Linked DNA regions of Bombyx mori: region 2 is linked to region 1. The links are chromatin contacts, called in public Hi-C maps. All regions are on one chromosome and are shown on one strand. The core of a region is the stretch at or near the end of the contact, and the rest is flanking DNA. Distances in the headings are between cores, read along the strand shown.

What was found. Hi-C and Micro-C count contacts between places; a contact is called where the count stands out from the background.
Region 2: a contact with region 1 is called in a Hi-C map of middle silk gland, with 2.3 times the contacts expected there. The contact joins the promoter of LOC101743314 here to the promoter of LOC101735701 in region 1. A contact is called at or near these places in 3 of 7 Hi-C or Micro-C datasets (middle silk gland, posterior silk gland and whole pupa).

Annotation. Positions count from the first base shown.
Region 1 is chr12:8,949,224-8,955,057 of ASM3026992v2, reverse strand. LOC101735701 (TBC1 domain family member 23) reads left to right here and starts at 3,577. Exons shown (of 2, transcript XM_038014578.2): 1 at 3,577-3,790; 2 at 4,193-5,834. The coding sequence starts at 3,765.
Region 2 is chr12:9,505,908-9,511,741 of ASM3026992v2, reverse strand. LOC101743314 (large ribosomal subunit protein mL38) reads left to right here and starts at 2,095. Exons shown (of 4, transcript XM_038014711.2): 1 at 2,095-2,745; 2 at 3,360-3,925; 3 at 4,933-5,094. The coding sequence starts at 2,564.

The DNA.
Region 1 (5,834 bases), core at 2,328-4,827:
TATGGGGCGGAGACATGGACTCTGAAGAAGGCTGATCGAAGTCGGATCGACGCGTTTGAGATGTGGTGCTGGAGGAAACTGCTGCGGGTTCCCTGGACGGCGCATCGGACAAACGCATCAATCTTGGAAGAACTAGGCGTCTCCTTAAGACTCTCCACCATTTGCCTACGTAGGATTTTAGAGTTTTTCGGTTACGTTGCGAGGAAAAAGGGTGACAATCTCGAAAGACTTCTCATCACCGCCAAAGTGGGAGGAAAGAGGCCTAGGGGGCGTAGTCCCATGCGCTGGTCCGATCAGATTAAGACGACTTTGGAATCCAGCATCAATGTCGCTATCCGCCGCGCGGAGGACAGAAGTGAATGGAAATAGTCCTAACAAAAGTGCTCAGTAAAGGTCACGACCCTCAGAACTGAGGAATACGACGCACGGAGGAGGAATTAGTATAGAATTAGTATTATAATTCAGACGCACATATAAAATTCGCACTTGTTAATGAAAACAAAATGAAAACACGTGTTTTAAATGTAGAAACTCAAAGCATGTGGATAAATATTATAAATATAAATACACAGTGAACAGAGGCGGCGTGCGTGCCAACATGCGCCACTAACAGAGATTCCATTTCTGTTTTGTTGGTAGAATTTTTTACGAGTGTGCATGCGCGAAAGTTCACCTGCGGCTATGTTCAGACTCGCCAAGTTACGTCGGTCGTATTGTAATGAGCGATTTAGGGGCAACTTCATTTCTGTTAATTTTGTGTCACGGTGCGCGCGCATCGTAAAATTTCACTCTCATCAATTTTTCATAACGCGCCTAAAGAGGTATAACTTCAATTAACCTTAATAACCGAAAAATGGTTACAGTTTGACCAAATTTCTAGTTTTTTCTTAAATGCCCAATTTTCCAAACTGCATGGGATAGATTTTTTTCTGACTTTTCTCATGAAATTCTGTCATCCCGTTTCCAGTGAGTTCTGGGACACCCTGTATTAAGTGTTACATATCTACGATCATCAAAAACACTATGTTGGCTGTAATGGAAATCGAACTGCGGAGTCTTGATTTGTCTGATGTTGTTTTTTATTTATCAAATATTATGGCAGATTTATAACTAACGTCAGTGCACTGTCGAGTCAGTGCTGACCTGGCACTGCCATCGTGTAAATTGATTTCAAGTCAGTACTGTCTGAAAACACGGACAATAAAAGCAGCTGACCGAAACAGACTTGATGCTTTTGAAATGTGTTGTTGGCGCCGCTTATTAAGGATTCTATGGACAGCCTACCGCACGAACATCTCGGTCCTACAACAGCTTAAAATGGAGAATGCTCAACGCCTGTCTACCACCTGTCTGCAACGCATAATGCACTACTTTGGCCACGTTGCCCGCAGAGGTGTAGATAACTTGGAACGTTTGATGGTCACTGGAAAAGTAGAAGGAAAACGTCCTAGAGGCCGGAGCCCCAAACGTTGGTCCGACCAGATCTCCGAGCAAACCAGCGGACCATTTAGCGCTGCACTACACCAGGCAACTGACCGGAACCGATGGAGGCTGGTAGTCGACAAGCTGAAACGGAGTCACGATCCTCAGTAACGAGACAGCGATGGAGAAGAAGAAATAACAGTACTGTCTTCAATATTTCCGCTTCATATTTTTCGGCGTCAGTCCGCCCCCCCCACCACCCACGCCAGCGCTACTGACACCGTGTAAATGCCGAAGTCAGTCGCTGCCGCTTTATTGTACGGGGACCACGCTGCATTGCACCACATCACAAAATGGCACGAAAAGTAAACATCACGGAGAACTTAAAGATTATTCAACTATACCACGATAATGAATGCCTGTAGGATAATAAATCACAAAATTATAGAAATAAAGAAATGCGTGCAACAGCATTAAAGAATATTGGCTAGCAAGGCGTCTCTCATAAATGTGTCTTGATGTTGAATAGAACTTGATAACAATATAAGCAAATCATCAAAGTTTTTTGCGCTATTCTCAAAGGCAGTTTGTATTCCCCAGGACCTTCAATTCTTAACAACAGAGCTAAGCCTCCAGTTTGATCTCTGTCATCTATCCATTTTCTTACCCAAAATCGCTTCTTTTTAGATATTTCTTCTAGCATACCAGTTAGTTCTTGCATCATCACAAAGGTACATTTTCTCAACAAATTATTAACTCTGATTTTTTGCTGTTTTCGAGAACTCATTTTTCCGCACTGACTTTACAAAGGTATGTACACCTTATGAAATATCTTCGACTACTGACGAAGTACTGATTGGGTTAGTTTTGGGCGCCAGCACTGACGTTAGTTACTGACTCTATATAAATCTGCCTTCTAGTGTGTACTGGTAAAATGGGGCGATTAGGGACAAATTCCAACTTTATGACCAATTTTAAGGTAGTTGTTGATGTATATAATGCTATATCAGGATCAAAATGATTGAGTCTTGGGGGCATCTTTGTTGTCCAATTTAAAACTATGCAACTAGCATTCCAGTTTAAGCAAAAAAAGCAAAAATATGTGTAATCCCTATTTACCCGGAAATTGCGGTTAATTGGGACGAAATGAGAAATTTTCTAGGGTGGGCACTACTTGGTTTTAATTTATTTATTTATTTAGTTGCACCAACAAAGTGATCATCAATAAAAAACATTGAAAAACGGACACTGAACAAATATTAAATATTTTATTATGTATTACTTAGACATTTTTGTCCACCTTGAGATTTCATTGTTCTTATTACATGTCTGTGCAAAATTGACTTACTTATATTAAATTGCTTAGCTATTTCAACTAAAGACTTATTCCCAATTTGGCAATTTCCCAATTGCTGTTTTTAATATTAAGGGATAATATCTGCACTCTTTGATACGTACACGCGAGGCATATCCAAAAATAGAAAACAATACGTAACTGATAATATAAATATTTACCAAACAATAAAATAACACATTGATAATTTTGAATAAAAGTTCTAAACAAAAACATCATGAATAAAAAAGATTTTTACCAACAAATCTAAAAAATATTGTTGTAACTACATAGACAACCCTAGAAACCTGTACCTATTTATATTTAGGTCGTTTCCATTTCACGTATTCTCATCCCAATTGATCCCTTTTTCGTTGTTATTTGTACCTAAAACGTCCCCAATATCCCCAGAAACAACAGATTTTTACATGTATTTTTATTTTATCAAATACATTAAAACCAATAACAACTGAGACTTATTTTTAATATACATGATGGTTCAAACACTAAATAACGTTTATAAATCACAGTCGTCTTCTATTATTATCAAATAAATAAAAGAGAGCAAAGTTTCTAGCACTAAAATAATTACCACCACAGGAAGTTAATTTGAAACGCGATTTTTTATAAGTTAGCAGCTATTATCATGCATATTCAGAGTTGTTTTGTAAACTTTCAACATTCTACTATTAAACTACAAAAAAATGGAAGATTTTGCAACGAATATAAAACTAATAATGAGCGTCGAAAGATTTTCTCGGTTTTTTCCCGATTCGCCTCTCAATCCCTAATCGTTCCATTTTACGGTACTGTGTTATCTCGAGGTTTGTATGTATTGTATACATACTGCATAGATAACATATTTGATAGGCTAACTTAAAATTACTAAAATTTGCAAAACTAAATTTCAATATTTACGAAATTGTTTTGATGTATTTTTCGCACGATTTGGAGCTCCATTGTGTTGTAGTTATCAACTAATTTAAATTTGTCGTGTCAAACGAAACAAATGGCAGGAGACGACGATGATACTTGGTAAGGAAATATTTTAGTTTTAATTTACTTATAATTCGGGATATTTGCTCATGAGAATTATTTGATCTTGTATCGTTTGATCTTAGTCCTCATAGATGAGGGCTAAGATTACTTCAGATACTACTAGTACAGTTTTGAGCATTTATCAGTATTTCACTATTGTCAAGGACGTCGTTTTGTTAATTATTTCATGACCATGTTTGCACATTGCAGTATACTTGCATAGGTAATTGTGTGAGATATCGTTAGCAATTATATATATAAATAGCGATTATACGTTATCGTCACCCTTGGAAAAATAATTGTAGTAAATTCTCATAAAAAATGCCATTCCTTCTACAATATTATATTTAATGTAAAATTTACTTCTTGGCACTAATAATTTTAAAAAAACTATTTTAGGTTGATAGAACTAGAGTCTGCTCTTCTCGATGGATGTACCGCACAAGAAATTAATGCATTAACGAAAGGAAAAAAAATACCTGTTAGCTTACGTCCTGATGTGTGGTTGTTATGTTTGAATTGTCAAGATGCTGGAAACCAATTGCTTTTGTTTGATGAGATATTTGACTTACCTAATCAGAATGAATTAAGAGATGATGTAAAAAAGTTTGTTGAAAAACTTGGCAATGAAGAAGATGATAAATTAGCAGTTATATCTGATGTTGAGTCAATAATCACATTTTATTGCAAATCGAAGAACACAACTTACACTTCAAACAATGGTTGGATTGATATTTTATTACCTTTGTTAAGTTTGAAGCTACCACGGTCAGATACTTATAATTTGTTTGAAAGGATTTTAAAATTGTATACACCAAAGGGCTGTTCAAAAAATGGAGTACCTTGCCATATATTAAGGTTGATACTTCAATACCATGATCCAGAACTTTGTTCATTTTTGGATACAAAAAGAATCACTCCAGAACAGTATTGTTCACCATGGTTGAAGTCATTATTTGCTGGTACATGTAGTTTGGATGTAGCTTTATACATGTGGGATTTGTATTTTCAAAGGTCAGATCCGTTCTTCATATTTTTTCTATGCTTAATTATGATCATTAATGCCAGAGAACAATTACTACAGATGAAAAATGATGATAAAACAGCCATTATACAAATTCTTACCAATATGCCTGCAGATTTGGAAGCAAATGATGTTTCGGATTTCTGTTCATTGGCTCATTACTACTCATTAAAAACACCTCAGTCTTTCAGAGATGATGTCTTAGAGGTCTTATTTTCAGAAAGTGAATTGGAAATAAATTCAAGACTGTACTCACAAGCTTTATGTCTGCCTGTAGCAGTTCATGAATTAATTGAAAGTGCAACATTAGAATTGGCAAATTCAGATAGTGTGAAATTCTTTTTAGTTGATTGTCGACCAACAGATCAATATAATGCAGGTCATTTATCCACCGCATTTCATCTAGATTGTAATTTGATGTTGCAAGAACCTGCAGCTTTTAATACAGCCGTGCAAGGACTATTAAATGCTCAAAGACAAGCCTTAGCTGCTGGATCACTTGCTGCTGGAGAACATCTATGTTTTGTCGGATCAGGTAGAACTGAAGAAGATAGTTATGCTCATATGGTGGTTGCATCATTTCTGAAGAGAAATACTAAACATGTTTCTATGCTTGATGGTGGCTTTGTGGCAATTCATGATTATTTTGGGCCTCATATGACAGATTGCCTAGAGGAACACAATGCATCAGCATGTCTTGTTTGTGTTCCAAATAATACCTCTGTTGGAATGAGTAAAAACGTAGCCAGTGCAACCAAAACTAGTGAGAATATGATTACTAAACAATTGTTTAGCAAATTGTCATCTGCCATGAAAGCTAAAAGTCAAGAAGTCAAAGGGAAATTGATAGAGTACATAGTTAACCCAAATTCCACATACAATAATAGTGAATGGCATGTGTCTGCAAATGATAGAAAAGAGCAAAGGTATAGAAATGTACCACCTGTATTTAGCATAAATGATGAAGATGAAGACTCACGGTCTGATAGTTTACGTCATGATCTTACACTTTCTGAT
Region 2 (5,834 bases), core at 846-3,345, 560 kb before region 1:
TATTTCTACCCTTCATACGATCAAAGACAGACACGGTAAGAGATAGCTCAAAATAAATGAGCAGGATATTTTCGAAATTTTTAAAGTTGTACTCATCCGCAGTTGACAAAAATACTTTTTTAACTTGCTCCTATTAAACTTTTATGATTTTATAATTAGCGAGTAGTTATAACATGTCAAATTTTCACAGGCTTTAATTAAAAATCACAGTATTAATTTTTTTCGAAGTAATGTATTTTTATTTACAGGCTCACCTTTATAGGAAAAAACCAAAAATAAGAGAAAAAAAGATTGTGATGATGTGTATTTATTGCGTGGGTCGATGAGCTCACAGCCCACTTGATGTTAAGTGGTTACCGAAGCCCATAGACTACTACAACGTAAATGCCGCCACCCACCTTGAGTAATGAGTTTTAAGGTCATAGCTAGTTGTATGTGATGAGAAAGATTAAGTGAAACCATTAGAATTAAACCTTAAGACTTAAGTGCCATATGACGTAATATATACTGCATATAAGAAATCTATACATATAAATAAAATTGGAATGTCTGTTTGTAATATTGAAATAAAGTTTTTTACTACATGCACATGAATGAATATATATACACCAAAATATTTTATTTTACAATTTTTGTCTGTCTATCTGTTTGTTTGTTCCGGCTAATCTCTGGAACAGCTGGACCGATTTTGACAGGACTTTCACTTACAGGTGGCTGATGATATAAGGAGTAACTTATGCTACCTTTTTTTAGACTAGCTTTGCCCCGCGGCTTCATCCGCGGTACGACAATAACCGCTGGTAACATCGCGGGACTCAGCTATCAATAATAAAATTTTATGTTTCCGAAGCGAAGCGATGGCCGGTCGCTAGTACAAAAGATTATTTTCAGTAGGTATTTTTAAGTGCATTTTCTAATTTCATTACAGAAGTGTAGGTACTCAATAGTCGCGTTGATATTGAATGTCGCGGCAAGTTGCTTCATTGAAATAAATAATACCCATTTAGAATAATTTAGGCGTGTCATCATAAAAAAATAAATTAAAATTCGGTTAACAGTCTAATAAGTAAACTTTGAAGTCCCACAAAAAAAACAACAAAATAATTAAGAGCCCCTAGGAAGCTAGTCTTATCTTTGTTCTAAGTATATTGGATTTTTTAGGTTTTATTTTACATTATTGCAATTTTTTTTATGAAGGTAGGTTAACTGGTAGCCCGGAGGCCTTTCCAGTTTTATCAGGACAGATGGGTAAACACAGGCTCAGCCAGGAGGGGTGGGATTGAGCGCTTCTAAAGGAGACCTTAACATCTCAAGAGCAGCTGCTTCGCGAATGAATCTGCTACCGGATCGGAATCGCGTAAGAAGATTGGGCGAGATTATTGAACTATTAATAGTATTGCATATACTAAAAAGTTTTTGGCAGGCACACAAGAAGTGCACTGGAGTGCTGTGTGAATAGTATTCATTTAGTAATTTTTGCTTAGTGAGGTTTAAACGTGTAGCAATAATGCCTTAAAAACTTCTAGATTTGTAAAAATGCACATATCTGAGAAAACGAAATTGTGGTAGTTTTCCAATTACAGCACAAGAGCGCATTATGCGGCATAATGCTCAACGTTAAATGTTTCAACTACAGCAACGCTTCGCACAATCGAGCACTCTCAAAAGTAGAGCTAATCTATGAGTCAAAAGTAATGTTTGTGCGTGATGCGTGCAATCGATACCAACATAACAGACATACAATTAACAAGTGTTTTTTCTTTAAGTTGGCATTGATCGAAATTTTGTTTATATTATCGTTAGTAATAATAAATAATGTTGGAAAAAATTGTAGGGCTTTCGTTACCTACAAACCTGTACCTGTATTTATACTTAGGTTGTTTCCATTTCTCTTATTCTCATCCCAAATGACCCCTTTTTCGTTGTTATTTGTACCTAAGACGTCCCCAATATCCCCAAAAACAACAGATTTTTACATTTATTTTTATTTGATCAAATACATTAAAACTGAGACTTACCTTTAATATATATGATGGTTCAAACACTAAATAACGTATATAAATCACAGTCGTCTTCTATTATTATCAAATAAATAAAAGAGAGCAAAGTTTCTAGCACTAAAATAATTATCACCACAGGAAGTTAATTTGAAACGCGATTTTTATGAGTTAGCAGCTATCATCATGCATATTCAGAGTTGTTTTGTGAACTTTCAACGTTCTACTATTAAACTACAAAAAATGGAAGATTTTGCAACGAATATAATACTAATATTGAGCGTCGAAAGATTTTCCTGTTTTTTTCCCAATTCGCCTCTCAATCCCTAATCGCCCCATTTTACGGTACTGTTAATAGTGTTAACTGTCAACTTTTTAACCTAATAACAGTGATAGTGATAACCCATAGACTAATAACCTAACAAATACCTATTTATGTGTAATACCTACTGAATTTTATTATTAAATTCATTAGCAAATTTAAGAAAAGCGTCACACCTGTTAGAAATATTTAATACAGATAATTTGCTTGTGATGTTAACATTAAGTTAAAAACTTAAATAAAAATGCTAAACACAATCCGTGGGGCCCGTATAGCTGCTGTTCAACTTCAACAAATAAGGTCGGGGCACAGAGTACGAGGTAATCCGCCTATATATGCGAGGTCCTTGAAACAACGTATCCAAGAACTTAATTACAAAGATGAACTGTACACAAGTCGAATCGACATTGGCTTCCCACCAATAAAGTAAGTAAAATAATACTAGTGTACTTCATTTCACGTACTTACTTCAAATTAAATTATTACAATAGATAAATAAAAACTATTTAGTATTTGTTGCGATATTTAATCAACAATTTTGGAATAAATGATCAAGTCTTATTTATAATAGTGACAAGTCATCATGGTGTACTTGCTGGGGTAGGTACTACCATATTTAAAAAATTGCATTGTATCTGTATTCCAATTTACAGAGTGGGATAGCGATTTTGTAATATAATTGAGACAGAGCTCATGCCTCAGGATAGGTGGTTGGTGGTGCTTTCACTTATGTTTGGGTTCTAGTTACCACCTAACACCAAGTGGTTCTTCAACAAGATTACCTACTTGTATATCAGATATATAATAGATAAATTATTAGTCTTAGTTGTTGTTTGTAACCTAAATATAGATATTGTAATACCTTAGTGTAAGATTTAAGTTATGTATAGTGTTATGTGTGTGTACTAAACATACAAATGTGTACTAAAACTTTTAGTTTGAATACCTATTTCACTGGAAATACTTGACCAGTATTTAACAATTATTTTCAAAAAGTTTACTTATTGTATTATTTGTCATTGGATATATTTTATTTCCAGGCAAACTAAAGAAGTTCGTGATCATCGACTGCAACATCTGAGAAAAATAAAAAGTGATAAAAACTTAGAAAAATCATCTCGAAATTTAAAACTTGAAATAGATCTGGAAGATGTCAGAAAAGAATGGCTGAAAACTACAGGTCCATTTCATAAAAAACAAATTGGAGACCATTATGGCGTATTTGAACATCTTTATGGTGAAGGATATTTTTTACCACATTTAAACATAGATGTTCTGTACAATTTGAAGGATGGCACATTTTTGCCTGTTTGTGCAGGAAATGTAATTAAGCCTACAGAGGCTTTAGAGGCACCAATTATTACTTATGAATCTGATGACAATGCATTATGGACTTTAGCATTTACTAGCTTAGATGGTCATTTATATGAGAATGAAAAGGAATATGTACATTGGCTTGTGGCTAATATACCTGGTAATGCTATCGAGAAGGGTGAAACTCTTGTTGATTATTTACAGCCATTTCCTTTGAAGGGCACTGGTTACCACAGATATGTGTTTGTTCTTTATAAACAGGATAAGACAATTGATTATGCTTTACCAAAAGGTTTGTATTTTATGATTTACTGGCTTTTGCTTGCGACTTCGTCCATGTGGAATAGTTACTTTGACATAACGCTACATTTTACCTGCCTCTTCATTTATGTAGAAAATGAAAATATTTTTGAATAATAGAATGTTAAGGAGCTATTTAAGGAACCAAAATCACGCTTTTTAACCGACTTCAAAAGAGGAAGTTATCAATTCGACCATAATTTTTTATCTATGTATGTTCACCGATTTCTCGAGAATGCTTGAACCGATTTTGATATATATTTTTTTCTTTTTTTTGTTCGAAAGGGTAGACTTCCCGAATGGTCCTATTTACATCAAAATCTGATGATGGAGAAATCCAGAAAAATCTATAATTGTCAAAGCCTATCTTGAAGTGATTTAGGTGTTTCAATCTTGTAATGAATAACGTATTTATTTGGATAGGGATTAATATCATCTTTATAAAAAACACCTTCACAAACAATGTGTTATTTTAGAACAAATATGGTTAGCATAAAAACGTTATAGTGAGCCAGCCTTTAAACGTAGACATATGCTGTCGCGGACTTTTTTTTAGATCTTTTAAAGGCGAACAATTCTCTCATACATCACTTTAGCGAAACTATCCGTTTCCGCAGCGCACGCAGTGGAAGCTCTCAAAAGGGAAAAAACCTCGATTTTGAAACATTATTTATTGGTGCTCCGCCTGCATTGGTCTTAGCGTGATGATATATAGCCTATAGCCTTCCTCGATAAAAGGGCTATCTAACACTGAAAAATTTTTAAATCGGACCAGTAGTTCCTGAGATTTGTGCGTTCAAACAATCAAACTCGTCAGCTTTATAATATTAAGTATAGATTTTATATTCATTGTCAATTTGTTTTTGAATGTTACAACAATAAAATTATAGCCTTGATTAATGTTGCAGAATGATTAATAATGAATGAATTTAATTCATTTCGCTTTTGTATTAATTATTTATTATTATATTAATAATATTTCTTAATGCAAAATTTCAGTTACTTCGTCATCAGCTCTTCAAGATCGCACATTTGTTACTAGAGAATGGTATAAAAAACATCAAGATAATATCACACCAATTGGATTATCGTTTTACCAGAGTGATTGGGATTATTCCGTTAGAAGTTTTTTCCACAATGTCTTAAATGCAAAAGAACCAGGTATAATTTTCAATTCGCATATTCTAAACTCCACAAAATAATGTATGTTTGTTATCCTAAATACTTCCAGATAGTGAGTATAAGGTAAGCTAATGTGATAATCCTATGAAAATGGAAAGGAATTTAAAGAAAACTTTATCGTCGTGGCCTAAAGGATAAGACGTCCGGTGCATTCGTGTTGAGCGATGCACCGGTGTTCGAATCCCGCAGGCGGGTACCAATTTTTCTAATGAAAAATCAAACCCGCAAAATTATAATTTGCGTAATTACTGGTGGTAGGACCTCTTGTGAGTCCACACGGTTAAGTACCACCATCCCGCCTATTTCCGCCGTGAAGCAGTAATGCGTTTCGGTTCGAAGGGTGGGGCAGCCGTTGTAACTATACTGGGACCTTAGAACTTATATCTCGAGGTGGGTGGCGCATTTACGTTGTAGATGTCTATGGGCTCCAGTAACCACTTAACACCAGGTGGACTGTGAGCTCGTCCACTCATCTAAGCAATAAAAAAATTTATAAAAAAACATGGTAGGACCTCTTGGGAGTCCGCACAGGTAGGTACCACCACCCCGCCTCTTTCTGCCGTGAAGCAGTAAGTAATGCGTTTCGGTTTGAAGGGTGGGGTAGCTGTTGTAACTATACTGAGACCTTAGAACTTATATCTCAAGGTGGGTGGCGCATTTACACTGTAGATGTCTATGGGCTCCAGTAACCACTTAACACAAGGTGGGCTGTGAGCTCG